2 separate regions of the Ovis aries genome follow, and region 2 is linked to region 1. Evidence: chromatin contacts called from public Hi-C data. All regions are on one chromosome and are shown on one strand. The core of a region is the stretch at or near the end of the contact, and the rest is flanking DNA. Distances in the headings are between cores, read along the strand shown. Region 1 overlaps LOC132657837 (a long non-coding RNA gene). Region 2 holds the start of CREB3L1 (cAMP responsive element binding protein 3 like 1).

Region 1 (6,148 bases), core at 2,033-4,532:
CAGCCATTAATCAAACAATTACACAGACTGGTTTAAAACTGCACTTGAGTGGAGAAGACACCAGATTGGCTACAGCCTGACAAAGAACTAGTATCCATAATACATAAAGAACTCCGACTCGTGATAAGAGAGAATCCAATAGAAGCACCGTCAAACAAACCAAGGGGGCAATTTAAAAAAAAGACAAAAGGCAAGTTGCCAATAAGCAAATGACAGTACGCTCAGTCTCACTTGTAAACAGGGAGTTGCAAATTCAAACACTGAAAACCATTTCACACCCACCAGCTTGGCAAAAGTTTTAAAGTTTGGCATCACCAAAGTGTTGCTGAGGAAGCCAAGCATGCTTGCTATCGAGGTGTAAATTGGTGCAACCGCCTTGAAAAACTGTCCATCCCCAGTAAAGCTGCCAGTTCACACGGCCTGAGCCCAGCAATTCCATATCCAGGTATTTATCTGGGTGGCTACTTTCACTCAAGGGGATGGGTAAAAAAAAAGAAAATTAATTGCACCCTTGTTCCTAACAACGAAAAAAAATGTGAAAATTAGCTGAATGTCTTCCACAAGGAGATGAGTAAAGGGTGGTGAATGCATTCAATGGGACCCTAATCAGCAGTGAAAATGTATGGTTTAGAACTACATGTATCAGTGTGGCTACATTTCAAAATCACAGTGCTGAGTGAAAAAAGCAAATGCTTTTTTCAAAAGAAGAATGCCATTTCTTCAAAGTTTACAAGCATGCCAAACAATCCCATGAAGTGTTTATGGGCACAAACGTTTGTAAAAAACAAACAAACAAAAAATACAAAAGCACATATGAGAATGATTAACCCGAAGTACAGGAGGGTGGGTACCTAAGGGAAGGGACGGAAATGAGTTCAGAGGGCGCCACTTAGATCTGTAAAGTTTTGTCTTTAAAAAAAGAGAAAAGACTTGAGGGGAAAGATTGAGATTGACATATACACAGAGGAGCCTGGCGGGTCCAGAAGGTCACACAGAGTTGGATATGACTGAAGCGACTTAGCACGCACGTATAAAGAGTAGATAACTAATAAGGACCTGCTGTATAGCACAGAGAACTCTGCTCATTGTTATGTGGCAGCCTGGATGTGAGGGGGGTTTAGGGGAGAATGCATACACACACACACATATATACATATATATATATATGGCTGAGTTGCTTTGCTGTACACCTGAAACTGTCCCAACATTGTTATATTCCAATATAAAATTAGAAGTCTTTTAAAAAATTAATCCTAACTGAAATCAAATACAGGAAAAGAAGACTTGCGGGAGGGATAAATTGGAAGATTGGGATTGACATACACACACCGTGTGGGCTGTGTGTGTGTGTGTGCTCAGGTGCCAAGTTGTGTTCAGCTCTCTGCAACTCCATAGACTGTAGCCCGCCAGGCTCTTCCGTCCATGGGATTTTCCAGGCAAGGATACTGGGGCAGGTTGCTATTTTCTCCTCCAGGGGATCCTCCCAACCCAGGGATCAAACTTGAGTCTCCCGCATCTCCTGCATTGGCAGACAGATTCCTTACCGCTGAGCCACCTGGGAAGCTCCAGCTACTATATATGAAATCGATAACTAGTAAGCACATACTGTATAGCAGAAGGCACTCTACTCTTCAACCCCATGGACTAGCCTGCCAGGCTCCTCTGTCCATGGGATTCTCGAGGCAGGAATACTGGAGTGGGTTGCCATGCCCTCCTCCAGGGGATCTTCCCCACCCAGAGACTGAACCTGTGTCTCCTACGGCTCCTGCATTGCAAGCGGATTCTTTACTGCTGAGTGGGGAAGCCCACTTTATATAAAACTGATAACTAATGAGGACCTACTGTAGAGCACAGGGAACTCTACTCAATACTCTGTAACGACCTATATGTGAAAAGAATCTAAAAGAGCGTGGATATATGTATAACAGATTCACTTTGCTGTACACCTGAAACGAACACATTTTAAATCAACTATAACCCAATCAAGGGGGGGAAGAGATTTGAAGAAAAAATAGCAATTGTTAAACTTTGGCAAGGAGAGGGGTGCCAGGGGAGCGGTATAGAACAAACAGGTGTTAAGGATATAATCTCTGTAGGGTTTTTTTTTTTCTAATATGGTTTGATCTATCAAAGGAGAATTCAACTGAATGGGGGGGGGGAGGGGTAGTGAGGGGTCAGGGAAGAGGTCTCTGAGGAAATGATGCTTACTTAGGATGAGAGCCAAACACGGAGTAGGTGAGGAAGGACAGAAGGGCACACCAGCCAGAGAGAACAGGCTGTAGGAAGATGCTGACATGGAAAGGTGAACGTAGAAGCTGGTAACTGAGATCCCGGTGTGGCCAGAACAGAGTGGGAAGAGGGTGGGGTGGGGGGTGGTGCAGAGGCCAGGCAGAGCCTCAGAGGCCATCTTGAAAGAGCAGGCCTTCGTGCCAAATATGACTCAAGCAGCAGGGACGGAAAGCTCTGGGGGTCCACAGACACTTCACTCAGCCAGATAGCAGAAGCGGGAAGGCGGTCTTCAAGAGGTGACTCACATCTTAAGCGCTGGAGAATGAGTAAGAGGAGGCGGAGGGAGGTGTAAATTCCCTTGATCACGCCCCACAGCAGTAAAGATACTCTTGGTCCCAGCAGGGGCCGACACCCAGGACTAGCTCCGGATAAAGGTGTCAGATAGAAAACGGCAGAGGAGGGTGTCCTTGAAGACGGAATGGGCTGGGGTCCCAGTCCGGGCAGCCTTACCCGGAGAAAGGCATGGCCAGGCATGACTAGGTACCCCTCTGGCGGTGTGCAGAGGATGGATTTGAAGGAGGCGGCAGTGCGGGGAGTATGTTAACAACCAGTGGGAGAGGGACACCTAAACCAGGCTGCCTGGAATTAGAATGAAGAAATGGAGAGTGCCTGGAGAGGTGTTTAGAGGGGAACGCTAGGTGTCTAGTTTGATGGCCCTGCCATCACTGAGAGGGACAAGACGCGGCGAGTTGCAGATGCGTGCAGGGCAAGCCAAGTGGAACTGTCCGGCCAGGCCAGCGAAGAGAGTGGGCGTCCCGAGGGCTGCAGATGGAGCTGGGAGTGGGAGGCGCCTCCTGTGGGTGGCTGCTAACCACTCACAGCAAATGAGCTGGTCCAGGAGGGAAGAGGAAGAAGAAAGTGAGCGGATCGCTGGGGACGAAAAGGAATCAGAAGGGCGATGCGGGGAAGCAGAGGACAGGAGGGGAAGGAAGAACCACGCAGACGCTGAGCGGCCGCGAGGAAGTCAGCCCTGCGCCGGACTGGGCGGGTCCGGGGCGCGCGGGGCTGCAGGCGGAGCCCGGGTGCGCCCGGGCGCCCGGCAGACGCTGGAGAGTCCGCCCAGGCCTTCCCGCTGCCTCGGCCGTCGCCGGGGACTGCAGGGCACTCGCGCGGCCAGTCCACCCGAGCCGTCCGCGGCTCCCCGCGCGTCCAGGCCGCGCCTCCCCACCGCCCGCGGGGCCCGGCGACGTCACTGCGGCTCTGACGCGCGCTAACGGAGGCGCGGGCGGAGAAGGCGCGGGGCGGCGCGAGCATCCTCGCGGGAGGTCCGGTCCTCGCAGCCCGCGGGCCGCGTTCTTGGCCCTCCTCCAGGGGAACCTCGATTTTTCCAAACTCTGGAAGGCCGGCTGTCCTTCGGCCACTGATAAGGACAGCTAGCACCTGGTAAAAGATTTTAACAATGCCCGCAAAGAAATAGCCGGACCCAGGAAAGACTAGTAAGAGCCGCCAGCTAGAGTTCTGCTCGTGTGCTCGGCGGTCCTAGGAACAATAATAACGACCACAACCACAGTAGCCACCATTTATTGAGCGCTTACTCTGTGCCAGGCACGGTGTTAAGCGCTTTGCAGGCAACAAATCCTCGGAGGTAAGTACCGTTATTATCCCTATTTTGCAGGGACCAGGGCACAGAGAGGTTAAGTAACTTGCCCCAGGCACACAGCTGGCTGTTGTCCAGTGCCACAATTTCAGCCCAGGCCGTCTGATCCCGTGTAATCGTCAGGTTAACCCGCCAAGGTCGGGGTCATTTTCTCCATCTTAAAGATGAGGAAATTAAGGCACACGGAAAACGTAAGTACCTTGTCCAAGGTCACCTAGCTGGAAAATGGATGAGGCAGAAAGCGAACCCAGGGCTCCTCTCTGTCCGCAGACCCCGCGGTCTTGGCCAAAGGCGATGCTGCTTCCAAACCACCTCCGACAGCCCAGCAGGCTGTGGCCCCGGGCCCCCAGGGGCACAGCCTCTGCGGGGTTTGGGTGGCTTCCCGCGGCCTCCGATCTCGGATGAATCGGATGTTTCCGACATCTTCTCTAATGAGTCCACAGGTGCCAGATAGAGATGCGCCTCCCGAAATCCGGTCGAGGACCAGTCGGCGAGGTCCTCTGAAGGGATGGAGCCGGGGCGGAGGCAGCGGGAGGGATCCCACCTGCAGAGCTGCGTTGACTGGCGGCTTGCCCCGCGCGGCCGGCAGAGGGCGCTGCCGCACGCGCCTCGGGTCCCACGATCCCCAGACCCTGGGGCTGGCGGGCCTCCGCCTGCAGGCCCGGAGACTCAGAACCCCAAAGTGGGAGCCTTTTATTCCGCGTAGCTGGCACCAATCTGGCCCTTCGCCTCAGCCTTGGGCCTGCTTTTCCTGACCACTCTTCCCCATCGTGTGTGCTCCTGCCACCCCAACCATCTGCCTTCAAGATTTCCCCTGTCCCTACACTGCTGGTGTGGTCACCTAAGAGGCAAGAACACCGATCCCATCCCATTACAAGATATCCCATTGTAAGTCAAACTCGGCCTTGTCTCCCTTCCTTTATAGACCCTCTGGTGATGCAAAATTGGCAAAAATCATCCATTGGGTGATGAACTTGCGTTCCTTCTCCAAAACCGGAGAGGGAAATTGGTTAAGGAAGGAGTGAATAAATAAAAGGATCTATTTTTGTAATAGCAGCGGTGTATTAAGCACTTGTTTTGTGCTGAGCCCTTTCTGCTTGACTCCTTAATCCTCATTACAGCCCCCGAGAGGTGTGCCTCATTACTCTCATTTGACAGGTACGGTCACAAGACTGGTAAGTAGCAATGCTGGGAATCCACCAGGATTTATCTGACTTGAAAGCCACATTCCTATCACCCATCACCCAGAATGTACAAGCTGATACAGCTGAACAGAATAGTTAAGATACAAACCATGCAAAAACAAATCAAAATCTAAGAATGCTCAGAAAAACCCCATGTGAAACATCAATGCCTTTCTGAGCCCCAGTCTGAGACTCAATTGTCTGAAACAGGAAAACAAATCCTCAAGGTGCAATGAGAGGAGAATAGGAATGAGGCATTCAGCTTTCCCTTGGAAGAGCATCCAGAGAGGCCCACTCACTTTCTGTGCCTGGGCTCTGAGGAAATAAAGGTGGTTCTAGGAAAATCTGAAAAGTATGAGAGGAAAAAAAAATCCCTTCTGTGGTTTTTACTTTAACCAAGCCTCATTTCGCTATTTGTGTTTTATTTTTAAACTAATGTGGCTCTCTCCACCCTTTAAATTGGCACGTAAATAGCAAAAACAGAAGGAAGGCCAGCTACAAACTTCAAATGTGGTGGATTTCTCAGGAAGGAGGTACCTGACTTGAAGTGGAAATGAGGATTAAATGAGGTGCCTTAAACATTTCAAAGACAGACTTTCCACAAGGAATTTAGATCATAAGTCTTTAGAAGAGGAGCTTTGTCTAGGTTTAGGCCAGGTGTAGCGCTGACAATTTGTGAGCGAGCTCTCAGAATGTGGAAAACGAATCACACTTTCAGTGTCTGCATCATCTAATCATCTGGGCTATCACTTTGCTTATGGCTTTAAAGGGTAGCTTCTGGGGGATTTTTCTGTCCTCTGGAATCTCAGTCACGCACCCTCCCTCAGACCCCTTACTTTTCCAGAAGTTTGCTCCGGGAATTCAGTTGAGATGAGGCAATAGCTGATGATGTCACTAGGCTTGGTTTGAGATTGACTGGCCAACTCTGGACTCACCAACTGGAGGTTTTTTTCCAAACTGGGAAACCAAAGCAGAAGGAACTTGTTGAGACTTGTCACTTAATAGCTGTGTCTCTCTTGCCCTATGTCTTTGAACTAGAAGGATTCCCCTCTTACCCAAAACAAGAAAGCCCTGAACA
Region 2 (6,148 bases), core at 2,256-4,755, 35 kb after region 1:
CCCAGCCTTGCACCCTCCTCAAGGCTCCAGGGCCGAAGCCTGGAAAATCAGAGCAGTGGGCCTCCTAAGGAGGCAGGCCCTTCACCCCATCTCCCCCTACTCTGTGCCATTTCTGGCCTGCTAAGGACACATCTGGAAAGTGCTTGGAGAAGACAGGTCCCTAGGCATCATGAATACCTCTCCCACTTGACAGATGTGAAAACTGAGACCCAGAGAAGGGCAGTGACTCTCTAAGGGTGTCAAAGTGTGGCAGTCCCCAGCCAGGACCCCTACCCTCACACACTCACATGCACACACACACACACACACACACACACACACACACACACACACACACACACACACCTTTCCTGCTCACAGCTCAACCTGGCAGATAGCTCTCTCTCCACCTGACCTACAGTGTCTGGGACAGGCAGGAAGCTTATCTCTGAACTTTCTCTCCTGTGCGTCACTGCCTGGGTTACGGCACCTTAATGTTTTACGCTTCACAGCTGGAACTGCTGCTGACAACACCAACCGGATGTTGCTGAGCCCACAACCGGAGGGGCTATGGTCTGTGAGCTTTTCCTGACCTGGAGCATTTGGGGATGTTTGAAACACCAATCTGGGCCTCCTTTCCCCACCCCTTCAGATGTACAGAAGGGGCCTGAGACATCTGGGTTGTGGGATCAGGCCTGGCCTCAGGACAGGCTTGGAGGAAGCAGACCCTCCCTGCTGGTCAGAGCCCAGACTGCAGACCCGGCGAGCTGTCTAGTCTCCTTTTCTGGAAAATCTTTAAGAGATATAGATAACGGGGGCTTCACTGGCAGCCTAGTGCTTAAGAATCTGGGCTTCCACTCCAGGAGTGCAGGTTTAATCCCTGGTTGAGGAACTAAGATCTTACATGCCCTGCAGTATGGGGGAAAAAGAGGAGAGAAATAGATTCAGAGGGGATGGCTGCTATAGAAGGCTTCAGGTGGGCCCTTGAATCTGAATAGGCATAGTTCTTTTTTACCACTTGAACAGTGTCAGCGTATATGTGCATTTGGCCTCGGGATTTCACATTCATCTTCTCTCTCCCATGTCACTGCCTGCCCCTCCCTCCCCAGTCCTTCTCATGCTTTCTCTTCTGCTTGCTGTTTCCTCTATCTGGAATGTTTTTCCCTCCATTTTGCCCCAGAAATAACTTCAGTTCTCAGTTCACACATCACCTCTTCAGAGAAGCCTTCCTTACACTCCATCATACCACACCGTTTCCTTCATAGTCCTATCACTATCTGAAATTGACTATTTATTTATTTGTGTGCCCATTCCTTCCTCATTCACTCTAGAATATAAGTTCTGAATCACCACTGTACCCCAGGGCCGGGTCTAGGGACTGTTCACAGGTGCTCAATAACACCTGCAGGATGTATGCAGAAACCCCTGCCATCCTCACCTGGGCTGGGGACGTGCTAGGCTCGGCACCGCCCATCCCTTTTTCCGCTCTTCTCTCCTCCCCCCAGAAATTCTCTTGGGAGCTCCCCCCTCTCAGACTCCACAGGAGGTGCCAGAACCAGAGTGTCTCCCCAGGATTATTTTCAATGGTTTCCTGGGGTGTTCACCTGGGTAAGAATCAGGAAAGAGAGGACACTCTAATCTTATTTATCTAAAACTATATAATCTTCCCCAATCACTTAAGTGGTGGCTGTGTCTCTAATTACAGAGCAGGCTGGGAGGAACACAGGCACAGTTTCCAGCCAACCTCAGGCAGAGGGGTGCTTTTGTTCCTCCTGGGAGCCTGCAGAGACTCCAGCTCAGGAGCCAGGACTCCAGACACCTGTAGTCACAAAATCGCCCACCATGGACTGGCTTGTCCACCTAGCCAGAGGTCACAACCATTGCCCCCCTCCTCACGAAGGGTCAGTCAAATTCTCAGTGTCTGACCGCTCCCCAGTTGGCCAGATATGACACACCTGGGGAAAACACCCACAGGCTCAGCACCCTCATTCTACCTGCCACTGTTTCGAGAGTGAACTGATTTCTTTCTGGCCCAGCCTAACTGTCAGAGGGCTTCCCCAGTGGCTCAGTGGTAAAGAACCTGCCTGCAATGCAGGAGATGCGGGTGCAATCTCTGGGTCAGGAAGATCCCCAGGAGGAGGGCATGGCAACCAACTCCAGTGCTCTTGCCTGGAGAATCCCGTGGACAGAGGAGCCTATAGTCCACAGGGTCGCAAGGAGTCAAACACAACAGAAGTGACTTAGCATGTAACACAGCTTCTCAGAGTTGCATTGCTGGTGAACTGGTCCCCAGAGCCTGGGCTGTATTCCCAGCTTCTTAGGAACAAACTCTCCAGGAGGTCCAGGAGCTAATAGTCATATGACAATCTGGAGGGTCAGAACTTCATTCTCCAGAACTATGTCAACTGGATCAGGAGATGGGCAGAAAGCCACATGCCTCCCAGCCTACCCCAGGCAAGCAAACAGCTGCTATCTCAGCCTAGGTGTGCCCTTTCCCCACCTTGGCACTGAGAGAGCAATCTGGGTGACATCCCTGGCTTAACTGCAATGACATCTCCGCTTCTTAAAGGCCTTTTGGTTCCTGAGCTAATTAAAAGCTCCAAACAAGGAGGACACACTTAATCCTATTAATGACTTCTGGGCAGGAACCATGAGCCTAGCCCTCTAAGGGAGTGACTTTCTGGCCATATCCATTTGCTCAGGTGCCTGGTGATTGTTTATCAGCCCTTTCAAGAGATTAACCTGTACTCTGGAGCAAGTCACTCAGATAATGGATCCAGGGGGCCTGGGAGTGTCCGGTGACCATGGAGCGTGCAGCCAGCCCACATCTTGGCTCACACAGACTACATGGCCTCTATTCTCCAACTTTTAGCTCTTCAGAACCATTAGGGGTACTTGATGAGAAGAGGGGTCCTTACCTCATCTATCCTGCCCTCCCCCCTCCCAATAACTTTCACACACAGGAAAGCCAGATACAGTCTTTGCCCTAGGGATCTCAGAGTCCAGAGGGGTCAGAGACACAGGAACAAACAATGACGATCAAGGAGGTAAGCACACCATATCCTGCGAATCTACAACAATGGTAACGGCTTCAGTCTGGGGTCAGGGAAGGCTTCTTGGAGGAGGAGACCTGAAAATCCCCCCATGAGAGGAGATTCGTGGAGAGGCCCATGAGATGGAATTCCCTGACTATGGACTTGGTTCAGACTCCTGCATAAGCCTAGAGGAATAGAAATAACTCAGCTCCCTCGTGAACTTAATGGGAGTGTGGTTGGCAAAGCCTTAAAAGGCTGAGGTTCAAAGAACAAGGTTACTGGAGCTAGGAAATGTTTGCTTCAAGCCCCTGCCTTGAGCAACAGAGATTTGCAAGACTAGCTCGGAGCTGTCTCTTTAAAGGAGTAGGGAAATAACTCCTTAGACCACACCCCCTCCTCATTAATATGAAATTATCGTGAATATTGATATGGGAGGCGTGGCGCCTCGGCCAGCTGGGCTAACCAGCCCCGGGTTCCCGGCTTCGCAGAGGAAAAGTGACAGAAGCCGCGCAGAGGGAGACGCAGAGAGAGCGGAGCGCCCGGCAGCCACCCAGTCTCGCGGGGGAGCGCTGAGCTCCCCCGCCCCCGGCTCCCACCCTGTCCGGGGGGGCTCCTCAAGCCCTCAGCCCTACTCCCGGGCTCCCCATGGAAGCCAGCTGTGCCCCGGGAGGAGCCGGCGGAGGAGGAGTCGGCTAGATGCCCGCGGTGCGCCCGGGGCCCCTGAGCGCAGCCCGCTCTGCGCCGCTGCCCTAAGGCCTCCGCGCCCCCCGCGCCCCCGACCCGGGGCCGCGCCGCCTCTGCCCGCCCCTCCCCCGGGGCTTCGCCCGGGACCTGCCCGCCCCCCCGCCTACCCCGCCCGCTTGCCAGCGCTCGGGCCGGAGCTCTGGGCCGGGCGCGCCGCCGCCCTGGAGTGAGGGGAAGCCCAGCCGTAGGGGGGTCTCCGGAGCCGGCCGCGATGGACGCGGTCTTGGAGCCCTTCCCGGCCGACAGGCTGTTTCCCGGATCCAGCTTCCTGGACTTGGGGGATCTGAACGAGTCGGATTTCCTCAACAATGCGGTAAGACGAAGGGTCTGGGCTTCGCCTTCCACCACTCCTTACGCCTCTTCGCGGTGCACCTGGGGCCTCCAGAAGAACGGGACTATACACATCACTGGGCAGAAGTGGGGGGAGGGCGGCTCGGCGCTGGGTCCCCTTGAGAGACACGTACTTAGGGCTCTGAGATTCGGTGACCCGATCCCTCGACACTTCCCTGGAACCCCGAACCTGGACCCGAACCTCCGAGCTTGCGCCAGTCCGCGCTCCTCCTGGGGGCTCTGTCCGTGTGGATACACTAGCCTCGGCCTTCCAGGGGAAGGGAACTTGTCGAGGAGTCGGGGCCATCTGATCCCCGAATATGAGCTCAAGAGATACCGATTCTGCTCCTGCCGCGGTTCTCCTAGTCGTCCTCCAGCCCCCAGCCCGGGGTTCCGGGGCCAGATTGGACACAGTGGCGGCGCCCTTTCCTGCGCCCCCTTTAGGACCTCGGTGGCTCTGCCTCTGGCTCTCCGCTGGGGGGCGCACAGGGGAATGTTCGAAGGGCCAGAGACCAGACGCCCATTGGGGGTGGGGGCGCCGGAGCCAGACCCCAATTTTAAGCCAGACTCGGAAATTCAGGGGTGTGCTGTGCCTGCCCCCCAGGAAATCAGGCCAGAGATTTCCCCCAGGGAAGGACCTGACCCTCAACTGGTGGGGGGCAGCACAGGGTGATCGCTCAGGAGGAGGGAGGTTTTTCTCTAGGTCTGTCTCAGTCCCTCGAGTCTCGCTCCCCGAGGCTTGTAACTATCCGCGTCTCCCGGCTTGTGCTTCTCTTCTGTTCCCCACCCCCACCCCCGGTAAAGAAACGTGGCTTCTTTCTTCTTCCCTCCCTCCTTCTCTCGGGCTCAGCCTTAGGGCGCTTGGATGGGGGGTAGGGTGGGAGATGGGCTCTGTAAGGGGAGAAAGTACTGGGGTTCAGAAGGGCATGAAGAGTTGAAACGAGGGCAGCTTGGGGGTTCTGTGGGGATCCCCACCCCGGGCAGTGAACTGCCTCTCTCATACACATAGTATTCATCTCAAGGGTCTCTATTTGCTGACCTCTAACTCCTGCGAGTACCATGAATTTGGCAGAAAGGGTCGAGTGCACACAGACTTAAGGGATTGGGCATCTTGGACTTCCACCTCAACTGTCCCATGCTGCTGATGGGTAAACAAGCCCAAAGACAGGAACCTGAGTCAGGGAGGCACAGGGTGAGAGGTCCCCTGGTCCTCCATTAGGCAGCAGATCCAGGTGACCCTGCTCTCCGAGGAAGGTCCCGGGTTCCAGTTAGAGAGAGCACACTTCTGCAGACAAGGAGGAGGGGAGAGAGCTTGACCTGGTAGTAGGGAGATCAGAGTTCTAGTCCCGCCTCTGCTTCTGCTTCTCCCTGGGAGCCTGGGCTATGCTTTCCCGCCTGCGCCTGTTTCCTGGTTTACAATACAGGGAGAGATTGGATCAGTCTTTCCAAGGATGCTGTGGCCCAGGGATCTGGGGTTCCACACACCCCTCCTGAAGTTGGTGACGGACACTGCTCGGAGGGAGGGGGGCTTGCTGGAGCGCATGCCTTTGTTGGTGGAGCCCCCTGTGAGGTTCCCTGAGCCCGCAGCAGCTCCAATTTGGGCTTTCTTCTGAATGAACTCTGCCGCCTACAGCCTCCTGCTGCGGCTGCATTGAGCCTTGTGTCCCCCAGCTGCTCATCTGGGCCTTGGTCCAGCGCAGGAAAGGATGCGTGAATTGTGATCAGACAGTGATATCCATTACTGGGCCTGGGGAGGAAAAACTCTGCTGAGGGAGCTCCTTATCTCAGGCCCAAGCAAGGCCAGGTGAGGCAGGTGGAGAGGGAAGAATTTCTAAGAGGAAAGAAAGCTCCTGGGATGGGAATCAGGAAACTGGGTTCCAGCCGTGCTTCTGTTGCCAGCCAGCTGGGCAGTTCAGACAAGTGACTTTTCTTCCTGTGGGCCTTGGATTCTTTATCTGAAACATGGAGCTATAGAAGGCTTTCCCATAGTGTTATTATAGAGATTTAGTGAGAAAATTGAAGATGACTGTGGGATGACGCCTGCCAGGTAAGTTTCTGTA

What was found. A called contact is a pair of places that touch in the nucleus more often than the background predicts.
Region 2: a Hi-C map of liver shows a contact between it and region 1, with 3 times the contacts expected there. The contact joins the promoter of CREB3L1 here to the enhancer-like site in region 1. A contact is called at or near these places in 4 of 16 Hi-C or Micro-C datasets (liver, muscle and tail adipose tissue).

Annotation. Positions count from the first base shown.
Region 1 is chr15:75,177,604-75,183,751 of ARS-UI_Ramb_v3.0, forward strand. It overlaps LOC132657837 (a long non-coding RNA gene), which reads right to left. Exons shown (of 2, transcript XR_009596555.1): 2 at 4,929-6,027. Among named protein-coding and RNA genes, the nearest start is that of CREB3L1, 35 kb to the right of the region's middle. Within about 2 kb of position 3,283, at least 21 of the 54 cell types and tissues checked have an H3K27ac peak or open chromatin away from gene starts, as enhancers often do. A contact at or near this core is called in liver, where this site is marked.
Region 2 is chr15:75,212,607-75,218,754 of ARS-UI_Ramb_v3.0, forward strand. CREB3L1 (cAMP responsive element binding protein 3 like 1) reads left to right here and starts at 3,506. Exons shown (of 12, transcript XM_027979678.3): 1 at 3,506-4,071. The coding sequence starts at 3,970.